Regions from separate parts of the Zea mays genome. Here all the other regions are linked to region 1. The links are chromatin contacts, called in public Hi-C maps. All regions are on one chromosome and are shown on one strand. The core of a region is the stretch at or near the end of the contact, and the rest is flanking DNA. Distances in the headings are between cores, read along the strand shown.

Region 1 (3,564 bases), core at 500-2,999:
GAAGAAACCATAAATAGTAGCTTCATCGGATCTGGTTCTAACACTTTAATATAGAAAAATTGCTTTGACTCTAGGATAAGTCGTTTCTATCAAACCAAGCGATTTGAGAAATGACTCCACCTATACCAAAAAGCTGTTTTTCAAGAAAAATCAGAGCTAGAGCTATTTTGGAGCGAGCCAGAGCCCTGCCAAACAGAACCTATGTTTGTTTAATGGGGTCCCTTGTTTAATTGGTCTTTTATTCTATTTAAGACTGCGTAGCACGGGAACGGCCAGTACATATAAGCCTTAAAGTTTTTTTGAACCTTTATATAATGTTTCAATCGTAGTTTGTTAGAGTTTTTTTTATAAAGCTATACGAGCTTATAGTAAAAGGGTTTAAGTGTCAAATGTGCTGTTAGATCATGGTCTAAAGACTCATTTGCATGTTCGTATTGTTCCATGATCGTTTACTATTTCACCTTTTTTTTCTACTCGTGTGTCACGCGTGAAGCATGTAACTCATATGTTTACTCCCTCTCCTCCATGTAATGGATGGACACAATCAGCCCAAGCACCTCACGTGCCGCACCTCCATTCCTCAGCCTCTCGTGTAACATTGCCACGGAGCCACGTCTTTCATGAAGGACCCATTCGAGGCGGCCATCGAGGAGTAGGACTCCTCGCTATAGTAACCCGACACTATGGGCCTCACGGAGGACCCCGTGAACTACGACGGTGGCCCACCCCCGTGCCAGACGTTGGTCACGGCGTCGCACGCAACCGCAACCGTTGCCAAGACCAATGGCCGAGTCCAGAGGGAGCAGCACGAGGATGACGACGACTAGGAGGACTAGATTGAGGTTGACCTTGAGAAGCTTCCCAATAGCACATTGATCGGCAACCCAGACAAGCTAGCTGAAGATGAAGTTCGTACTTGATTATGCCGCCTGTTCAATTTTTTGATATAGCAAATGAAACTACCTTGTTATCCATACAGATTCGCTTGTTCTTCATAATCGGAGCAATTATTTTAATATATATGTGTTTTTTTAGCGGGCAAGCCAGCGAACCCTAATTTTACCTATGTTAACTACACAAAGATTAATAACGATCCAAAGAAAATGAGTGGGCATTCCTTGCCTTATTGCTGGTAGTCTTTTGTTGATACTGTGGCAACGAACGGGTATTAAGGCCTGTTTTATTTCAGCTTTTTTCTAACAAACTTTTTTGATAATCTGGCTGTGTAGAGAATTTGGTTGTGGAGAGAATCTAAGTATCGTGGGATTAGTCTCTTTGGTTCTATATCTAAAGTGTCAAAAATTGCCACACAATTTTATGTCACACTTTCCTAAAGTGTCTAAGGTTAAACGCTCAAATTATGCGCCACAGTTTGCCATGTCTAAGGTAGTCTTGTCACACTTTTACAAGTCATTGACGAGTAGGACATGCATAGCATGAGAAAAATCTTGACATAAATGTGGCTTCAAACTAAACACATGTCTAACTTGGTCAAACATGCTAACCTTAGATGTGGCAAAATGTGGCAAGTGAGACAGCAAACCAAACAACCTATGTGCGAAGGAAGACAAAGTCTATATGGTTTAGAATCTGGAAAGTAACTGATTCCTCCTATCACGATGACTCGATCGATTGCGTGTTCACGTTGATTTTTAGATGATTTTTATTAAAACGAGTCTCATAGAAGCAATCTGAGAAGTTGGACGTTTGACAGTTTACAACAACTTATGACGGCCTGAATCAGAAAAAAAAATCTGCAACAAAATGACCCTTATACTAGTAGCGTGAACTCAAAATGGGACACATACTACCATGGACACAAGAATAAAAAAAGAACAAAATGGTGTTTTGGTAATGAAACCAATCAATTGCATGCAGCTTCACGGACGTACACGAAGGACAGCCCACGGAACTTCAGAAGACCGATTGGGATTCATGGGTTGCAGTACTGTCCCAAGTCGGCCCAAAACCAGTTGTGCGGCTGTGCGCCACTATCCGGCCCCGGGCCCGATCGTGGCGCGCGCGAGGCGGTCCGCAGCGGCCAAGCCGGCGGCGCTGCCCCGCCGTCGACGGTGGAAGCTGAACCAGCCACGTCGGGTTTAGCAGCCGTTTGCCGCCACGCCGGACGCCCCACCCTCCCCTACTGCCTACTGCGCCACCCGGGCTTCCGGCTCCTGCTCATCCACGCGTTGCGCGCCGTCCCGGCTCCGCCACCCGAGAATAGGCGGACCCGGGAGACCTCAGGTTGACGGAAGGGAGATAGTGTGGGCCGCATAGGCACACGCGGCCGAGGCCTCCGCGCCTCCCGCGCGCCCCATTCCCTCCCGCCCTCACCTTCCCCCCTCCCTCGTCCCCCGTCCATGGGAGGCTCCTTATATCCCCCGCGCGGCCGTCACCGCCGCTTCGTTTCCCTCCCTCCATGTCCCTCCGCGAGCCCAATGCCGCGCCAGACCCATGTAACCATCGACACTGATTAGAATTTCTTGTTAACCGTTGCTTCGTGGAGGTTAATCTGTCGACTGATCGGTTACTTGATGGTGATGATTGCTGCCGCGCAGCAAGGCGGCGGGCGGACGCCGTTGGGTGGCTGCGCTCCCTGTTCCTGGACCTGACACTGCCGCCGGAGGCCACCGATGACGACCTGCGCGCTGCGGTCGCCAATGGTAGGCTGCTCTGCGCGCTCCTGCGGAGACTCTTGCCCGGCGCGCTGTTGGACGACGCGGCCACGGACAATGTCGGCAGGTTCCGCGCCGCCATCCAGCGGATGGGCGTGCCCACCTTCAGCGCCTATGACCTCGAGAGGGTTAGTCGCCTTCTCGCTCCTCGTCCGAGCCACGGCATTATATTATTTATTTTCCTTCATCGACGTTGCCCGTTGCCGGCAATTCATCCATCATCCGTCCGTCCAGGGGGAGATGTCAGCTGTCGTTACCTGCATTCTTGCTCTAAAGGATCGGTTCTCATCACGCCTCGGCGAAGACCACCGCAGCTCTTCCTTCCTCACCAGATGTGAAAGCGAAGGTGGCAGGAGGAACATGGAAGGCAAGCTGCAAAGGGTACTCACAAGCCCCATTATGTCAGGTAAAAATGCCTATAATGTTAAGACAATGACAACTGTTCATTTACAGATTAGCTTCAGATTGCTGTTTCAATTATTATTATTATTATTATTATTTTTATTATTATTATTATTATTATTATTGTTATTATTATTATTTTGTCATGCTCGTTTTCAGAGCCATACTCTCCTTCCTTTGGAGGCGATGCCTATTCTCCATCACAGGTATTTCAACCGAAACATGGATATTCTGATCTACCTGGCTCTAAATTCTCCGAATTGATGAAATCCTCCAGCTTGGAGGTAAGAGCCATGCTGCGATCTTCACTGGGAAAATAGACATGATTTATTTAATCCTCTGGCACCGACTTCACATGCTATGCGTTACTTATTTGTGCAGAACTCTCCCACTCAATCACTTTTGGGTGTTGTTAACAGCATCCTTGATGAGAGCATCGAGAGGAAGAATGGACAAATACCTTATGTAGGCTTCTCAAAAAAATCAA
Region 2 (3,564 bases), core at 339-2,838, 250 kb after region 1:
AATGTTGGGGACTTGTTCTCAAGTGCTATGAGTTAAGAACAAGGCAACATAGAAAATGTTAATTGTTAAAGTCCTTCGTCCTCCGAAGCATTATTTCCCTTAGGATGTAATGGCTTGCGGACGAAGGTTACGAAGGACATACCTTCATACATTCATTAAATAATGGCGAGGAATGAAATATAAAGAATATTAAAGACGATATAAGCAATCATATATTATTATCGGGCATAAACAGAAACATTGTTGAATTACAAGTGTACCTTCAATCGGAAGGGAATGACAATACAAGCGTGACGCAAGAAGCAAATGCCAAGTCAGCGTGAACAGTACGGGGATACTGTTCACCTATTTATAGGCACGGGACACAACCCTTACAAAATTACACTCATGCCCTTTACATTTGATAATAATTCTATAGTAGTCTATCGAGGTCTGAATAGCCTTTTCATCTTTAAGTCGGTTCCACTCTTTGCTGTCACGCCGAAGCTTTCCTGCTCGCACCTTCGGCTCTGTATCAACCTTCGTATTATTCCGGTCTACAGCGATGCCGACCTTAGTCCGAGGATACCTGTTCACACATTGTACTCCAGAAATACTGTTAAATCCTGTTTTTGAGGACCTTCGGATGCCGAAGGTCCCCAACAAGATGTGAGGAATTGGGAGAGAAATCAACAAAAAAAAGTTTTCTAGTCTTGTTCCTTTGGTCTTTACCAATGTATAAAAGATTTAGGAATAAGTCTACATGACCCTCCGATCTTTAGATGATGGTCTATTTCACTTCCTCACCTTCAAAATCAGTTATTTAACCACCTTAACTTTATAAAACCAGATAAATAACCTCTAAGCAGTTTTAGTCGACGGTTTTGATAACATAGCATTAGTTTTATCCTTTTCAATTATGTCTTTACCTAGTGATTAAATTTTATGCAATTTTACACAAAAATGGTAATTAGAGATTATATCTGCCCTATTTTTCTCGTAATTTTTGGGGCAACAGTTTAATTACTAAAAAGAACAAAAGCTACATAAAAATAGCTTAATATTTTTGTCCCCGATTCATTTAGTATCTTATTATACTAAAATTTTAATAGAGCTAAACAATACTATTAATAAACATTTGTTGATTTTATTAAGCACGCTAAGTAGTGGTTCTTCTAATTACTAACTAAATTAATTTTATATTTTTAAAAAATACCTAGCAAACAGTAATAAAATAATCTCTAATTTCTAACAGATCTCATAAACTAATGTAAATATTTTCAAAATTTTCTAAGAACTTTAAATCTAAAATGACTACCCACCCTCCAATCAAGTCAAAGGAATTATGTATTTATGTTGAGCTCAGCCACACTTGGCCGTGCAGACACGTAACACGTTGTCTGGCCCAAGCATGACAAGCAAACAACCAGACAGCCCATACCTATCTTGCGCGCGTGCATGCAAGTAGAGGATTTTAGAACAGGTAATGGGTTTCCATGCCGTCCAATGTAGACCCGTTAATAGTTTTGGCCCATCATTGTTGTAACATCTAATAAGGCCCACCACTCCGTTCCCCTTGTCAGCCACGGCGACGTGACCTAGGGTTTTCATCAGCATAGTATATAAAATTCCGTTCTCTCAGTCCTGTTTCCCCGCCGCCGCCTCCAAGCGCCCCAGCGAGCCAGCTCCGGCGAAGTCAATCCTGCGCTCCGCAGGCAGCATCAAGCATGGCGGACACGAAGGCGTCACCCGCGGTGACGCTCCGCACGCGCAAGTTCATGACCAACCGCCTCCTCTCCCGCAAGCAGTTCGTGCTCGAGGTTCTCCACCCGGGCCGCGCCAACGTCTCTAAGGTCAGTGCGGTGCCCAAGCGTCGGAGCCTTCGCTGCGAGATCCTCTCGTTCTATTAGCGATTTTGACGCGTGTGATCGCTTGATATTGCAGGCGGAGCTCAAGGAGAGGCTGGCTAAGATGTACGAGGTGAAGGATCCCAACTGCATCTTCGTCTTCAAGTTCCGCACCCACTTCGGAGGCGGCAAGTCTACCGGATTCGGTCTCATCTACGACAACGTCGACTCAGCCAAGAAGTTCGAGCCCAAGTACAGGCTTATCAGGGTATGCGTCTCTTGCTCCTCCCGTTTTTCTCACTCGTAATTGGATTCATAGGTCTCCATGTTGAATATACTGCCTGGTATACGCTGAAAGCTCAAAGCTTTAGTTTATTGTGGCCATTGATGTACATTTATGTTCGCTGCTCCTTCAGATTATGTCGCTCATTTAACATATTTCTTGTGGAACATTGATATTTTTATCAGATAGTATTTTAGATGAGAAACGAATATCTGTTGCTCAGTCGTGTGTTCAGATTATGTCGCGCATGAACCCTTTATCGCCTTAGTGATGGCGATGCTGCTACATGGTTGAAAATGATCCCATGATGATATTGACTCCCATTGCACTGTGTGTTTTGTAGTATTTTTCAAACCGGGATATTTTTGAGTCAGTTCGAGGAGTTTACATTATATTTGTTGCTAACTCGCAAATTTTGCTATGGTCTTTCATTAAACTATGAATCATATGGAATTCTGGGCTACAGCAAGCAAATATCGTATCCTATTTTTGTGAATTATCCATGACCGTTTTGTGTATGGAACCTAGCTTAAAAGACCAGTTAACGATTAGCAGGTCCATTTGTATGCTCCCTTCACATAAAAAGTATCCTGCAAATCCATGTTACATTGCAATGCAGATTTTGTGATTGAAACAACACTGTCTGTATTGGTCCTGCTTATTTTTGACAAGAGTGTGTTTGGGTTTCTGCAGAACGGTCTTGCTACCAAGGTGGAGAAGTCGCGCAAGCAGATGAAGGAGAGGAAGAACAGGGCGAAGAAGATCCGCGGTGTGAAGAAGGTATGCGCACTTGCATTCATCTGACTGTTGTGTCTAATATTACTGCGCATTTGGAATGTGGGGATTTCATTGTGTTTCTGTGGTTCTGATAAAAAAATAGTTATTTTTTGCGTGTAACTGCTAATTTTTTTGTTGGATTGGTTTTGCAGACAAAGGCTGGGGACGCCAAGAAGAAATGAGCAAGGTTTCAGTGTACTTTAGCCGTCTTGAGTTCGAGTAACACCTGTTCGCCGTCAGAAATTTTGTACCCCATGTCGCAATGCTTTGATCTAGAAAAAGAGTTTTTTTAGCTGTTTACATCGACTACTGGTACATTTGAAAAGGCATATTCCCCATCTTTGTGGCAATGTCGGGGCGATACCATGCTGGGCCGAGAATTTTTAACGAAGTTATACTTTTGAAAGATGAAACGTGACGTCCGTGAGCCTAGATAGTAGCGTTGATTCCGTTGCGGCAGAATCTGTTTCTGAAACGGTACATTCTGTGAAACGTTATGTCCGTTTCAGAAGACTCTGGATCGGCTCTCGTCCCTCGCTTGTTCGTGCGGTGGTTCTGTTCAGCGACGCAGTCACACCCAGAGATGTCAATAGGGCCTCTTCCCTGCCGGTGAATTTCTCCATCAGTATCTAAATCCTTTCTATTCAATTTTGACCAGCAAAAGTTTTGATCTTTTTT
Region 3 (3,564 bases), core at 345-2,844, 200 kb before region 1:
AAGTTGGACATGGTCCAATTGATAGAAGGATCAGACGCATTACCTTGGAATTTAAATTTGAACAAAAAATCTCAATGGAGTCTATGTATAGAGCATTTGTTGACAACATTGTGCCGGTAGACAATAATCACAAATTTTGGAAATTGAAGGTGCCACTAAAAATTAAATTTTTTGCGTGGTACCAACAAAGAGGGATTATCCAAACAAAGGACAACCTTGCCAAGAAGAATTGGATTGGAAGTCTAAAATGTGAATTTTGTTACCGCAATGAAACAATCAAACATTTGTTCTTTCAATGCAATTTTGTTCGTTCTATATGGTCACTCATCCCAACTTGTACCCTCTTTATTGTATGTCTGTATTAGCTTAAAACTTGTATGTCTATATCAACTTGATGCTACTTGTTGAGTTTAAATAAACGCTCTTTATTGAAAAAACCGAAGAGGTGCTTTGGCAGAGGAGTGGACTCAGTGACATAGGACATGTTTGATTTCTTGCCTAAAACGCCACAACTTGTCTATCTTTTCTATCTAAGGTTAGTTATTCAATTCAAGCGACTAAGCTTAAGCAAGTTGTGTCGCCTTAGATAGGGAACCAAACAGGCCCATAGATAGATACTAGCAAAGTGTACATACGTTGCTATGATTTCCATTATGTTCAAGTATAGAATATAAAACACAAAGATATGTGTAATCTATTGACTAGCTAGGTGTGAATGAGGGTTTAATATCAACAACTATGGTTTGAATTCTAATTTGTATATAATTTTACAATTGTTACTATTTAAATGTAAGGGAACTCATGATGGTGGCGGACGATCGACGGTCTGATTCAGAGCATAATTAAAGCCCAGAAAATCCAAGGATGACTAGTATGAAGCCGAAAAGCCCAACATGCATTTAACTGGGATGTGGGGATGGCAATGGGGAATTCTATGTCGGGTTTTAGCTCCCCATTCCCGTCCTTGTGACTAAAAAAGTTCCTCGCGGGATCTCCACAAAAACTTGCGGGGGACATTTCTTCCCCATCCCCGTTCCTCGCGAGGATAAATCCCGTCGGGGATTTCCGTCCCCGCTTAAATTATAATCAGGACATACTTTCTTTGTTATAAATGCAAAATATAGTCACTTATCCACATTGTTAGATGTAAGAAATCATTTTGCGTGCATCAAAGTGAACACATTTGTACAACCAGTGATCTCTTGACAAGGAATTATTTTTTATCATTAACTATTAAATGAAAACATCATCATATAGAATTTTAACGGGTCTCGTGGGGAATGGAGAATGCTTCCAAATCCATGTCCCTGTTTAACCGCCAGGGGAAAATTTTCCGGTTTACATCCTATAGATCCTATAGAGCTAGTTTAAACCCCATTTTCCTACATGATTTCTATTTTCCTAAGAAAAATTAGTTTATTTTCCTTTAAAAAAATATAAATTTCTTGAGAAAATAGAGTTGTCAAACTAGCCTAATAGGAGAATTTCTGGCGGAGAACCGAGGATCGGGGCCATTGCCATCTCTGGATGTGGCCGCTTGGCGCTTTGTGACTGTCTGAGTTCGCCCGGGCTTCGAGCACAGATGTCTTGATATGGTCATTTAACAGGCGCAAAGGCCCACTATATGTAACAGGCCCAGATACATTTAACAGGCCCAAAGGACCACTATATGTAATTTTAATTCGAGGTTTCCTGCAGAGAAATTTGGGCGGCGAAAAAAGATCGAAGAAAAGACAATTTTGGGTTCTCAACAAGCTAACAGGCTGCAAACGACGTGTTCATTCATGCCTTGCAAGTTTGATATGCAACCACATGTCTACATTCATTACTTACAAGGTAGCTGTTCCTAGCCTCATTTGCAAAAAGCCGACACTAATCTACATGTAAATGAAATGCAACATCTTAAAAGTACAGTACCAACATGGATATGGATCTTATGACAATCAAGCTCCACCTCTGATGTTCAAACATCCACTCAGGCGTGCAAACTTGAAACTCCTAACCAAGGTCTTCCTCTGAACACGGAGCAGAGTTGGCGATGAACAATCGTAGGCCACAAACAGGTGAAGACATTAAATAACTAGCACCACAATGCCTACACCTTGATGATCAAATAATGTCTATTATTCGTTGGCTGCTAATGACTAGCTAATCTATGATATCTGAATCGATATGCTCGAGATTTTGCAATATTCTCTTCAATGTCGATGAGTAATCTGACTTTTTTCCCCTGCAACAAAAGGGGAAACAGACAAGGGTGAGCTCATCAGAAAGAGGAAACAAATTTCTCATGGGTCCTACCAGAGTATAGATTGATATAATGGTAGTACCCTGGAACACAAAATATTGTACAAGCATAACTGGATAAGGCATCAATTTTGTCAGACGTCTCTGATAGCATTGATGCCTTTGTTGTTTATTTCCTGTTTCATTCAATAACATGTGATGAAAATTTTGAAATTGTATAACACATAAAAAAAATGGTACCTGGTACGGTCTATTTAAAACTAACGATGGGTCAATATCTCAAGTAACATAGTAAAGATACTGCAAAAGTACATTGGTCCAAGCTACCCATAATCAATGGAAACAACGGTCATTAAGGTCCTAGCCTTAGGCGGTCTCTAGCAGATCGTACATATTGTCATGCAAAAACACTGTTCTTTATAGCTTAACAGAGCGAAGTTTGAAAATAAAAGAGATAGAATAGAAGATATGATGGATAAACTGTTGTAGACAACCTATGTACCTCGATTCAGTGTAGTGTTTTTCCCCAAAACTGATTCTGAGAGAGTTTCATTTTTCAAACTGATCGAGAACAGAGTTCGTACTAGCTATCTTAGCCATAGTAAAAAAAAGATTTGTAGCACACCAAAGATAGGCAAAAACAAAAGGTAGTAACTCATTCTTAGATTTTTCACTTCGGAATTCACAGTACTACTGAGTTTTGGCAGACACTTGTCAAGACTGCCCTAATCAATACTGTCACCTTTTACAATATACAACAACCGGTTTAACTTTGGCAAAAAATAAATAAATAAACACTATCAGGTATAACATCAGCAATAGGGGCCTTGTAATATCCTGGCCCCTGGGATGGTGATTTTCGGGCCCAAGACTTAATAGAATTAATAGAGTATCCATACCAACAAGGTGCATTTTCTTTTTCGAAAACCTATCTCGAAAGAACCTCTAAGTTAAGCGTGCTTAACTTGCAGCAATTTGGGATGGTTGATCGACTGGAAAGTTTTCTCGAGTGCGCATGAGTGAGGACAAAGTGCGCACAAAAGACTCGTATTTGTCTGTGGGGATGATATATGATCTTAGAGAGCTGCCAGGAGTAAGTACCGCTCGTCTAGGGATTGGATGGGGTGTTACAAGTGGTATCAAAGCCAATCCTCGCGGTTTCATGGTCGTGTGTGGGCTAGGGGGTTCGGGTATATGGCGCATGGCGCATGTGGGCCCAGAGTGGTCACATGGCATGACATATGATGGTACTAGGCATACAGACATGGCCAAGAGGGGAGGTTCTTGGATTGAGGTTGACCGACGAGGACGTCGGTC

The links. A called contact is a pair of places that touch in the nucleus more often than the background predicts.
Region 2: a contact with region 1 is called in a Hi-C map of ear, with 2.1 times the contacts expected there. The contact joins the promoter of LOC100280577 here to the promoter of LOC103627062 in region 1. A contact is called at or near these places in 2 of 25 Hi-C or Micro-C datasets (bundle sheath and ear).
Region 3: a Hi-C map of ear shows a contact between it and region 1, with 3 times the contacts expected there. The contact joins the enhancer-like site here to the promoter of LOC103627062 in region 1. A contact is called at or near these places in 4 of 25 Hi-C or Micro-C datasets (ear, leaf and tassel).

The regions. Positions count from the first base shown.
Region 1 is chr5:154,549,592-154,553,155 of Zm-B73-REFERENCE-NAM-5.0, forward strand. LOC103627062 (kinesin-like protein KIN-14D) reads left to right here and starts at 1,750. Exons shown (of 20, transcript XM_020538502.3): 1 at 1,750-2,456; 2 at 2,559-2,803; 3 at 2,910-3,081; 4 at 3,237-3,361; 5 at 3,459-3,542. The coding sequence starts at 2,420.
Region 2 is chr5:154,797,771-154,801,334 of Zm-B73-REFERENCE-NAM-5.0, forward strand. It overlaps LOC100280577 (ribosomal protein S24), which reads left to right and starts at 1,589. Exons shown (of 4, transcript NM_001374579.1): 1 at 1,589-1,832; 2 at 1,924-2,094; 3 at 2,803-2,889; 4 at 3,039-3,294. The coding sequence starts at 1,707. The coding sequence ends at 3,068.
Region 3 is chr5:154,348,692-154,352,255 of Zm-B73-REFERENCE-NAM-5.0, forward strand. No RefSeq gene overlaps it. Among protein-coding and RNA genes, the nearest start is that of LOC109939547, 65 kb to the left of the region's middle. Within about 2 kb of position 1,595, at least 12 of the 20 cell types and tissues checked have an H3K27ac peak or open chromatin away from gene starts, as enhancers often do. A contact at or near this core is called in ear, leaf and tassel, where this site is marked.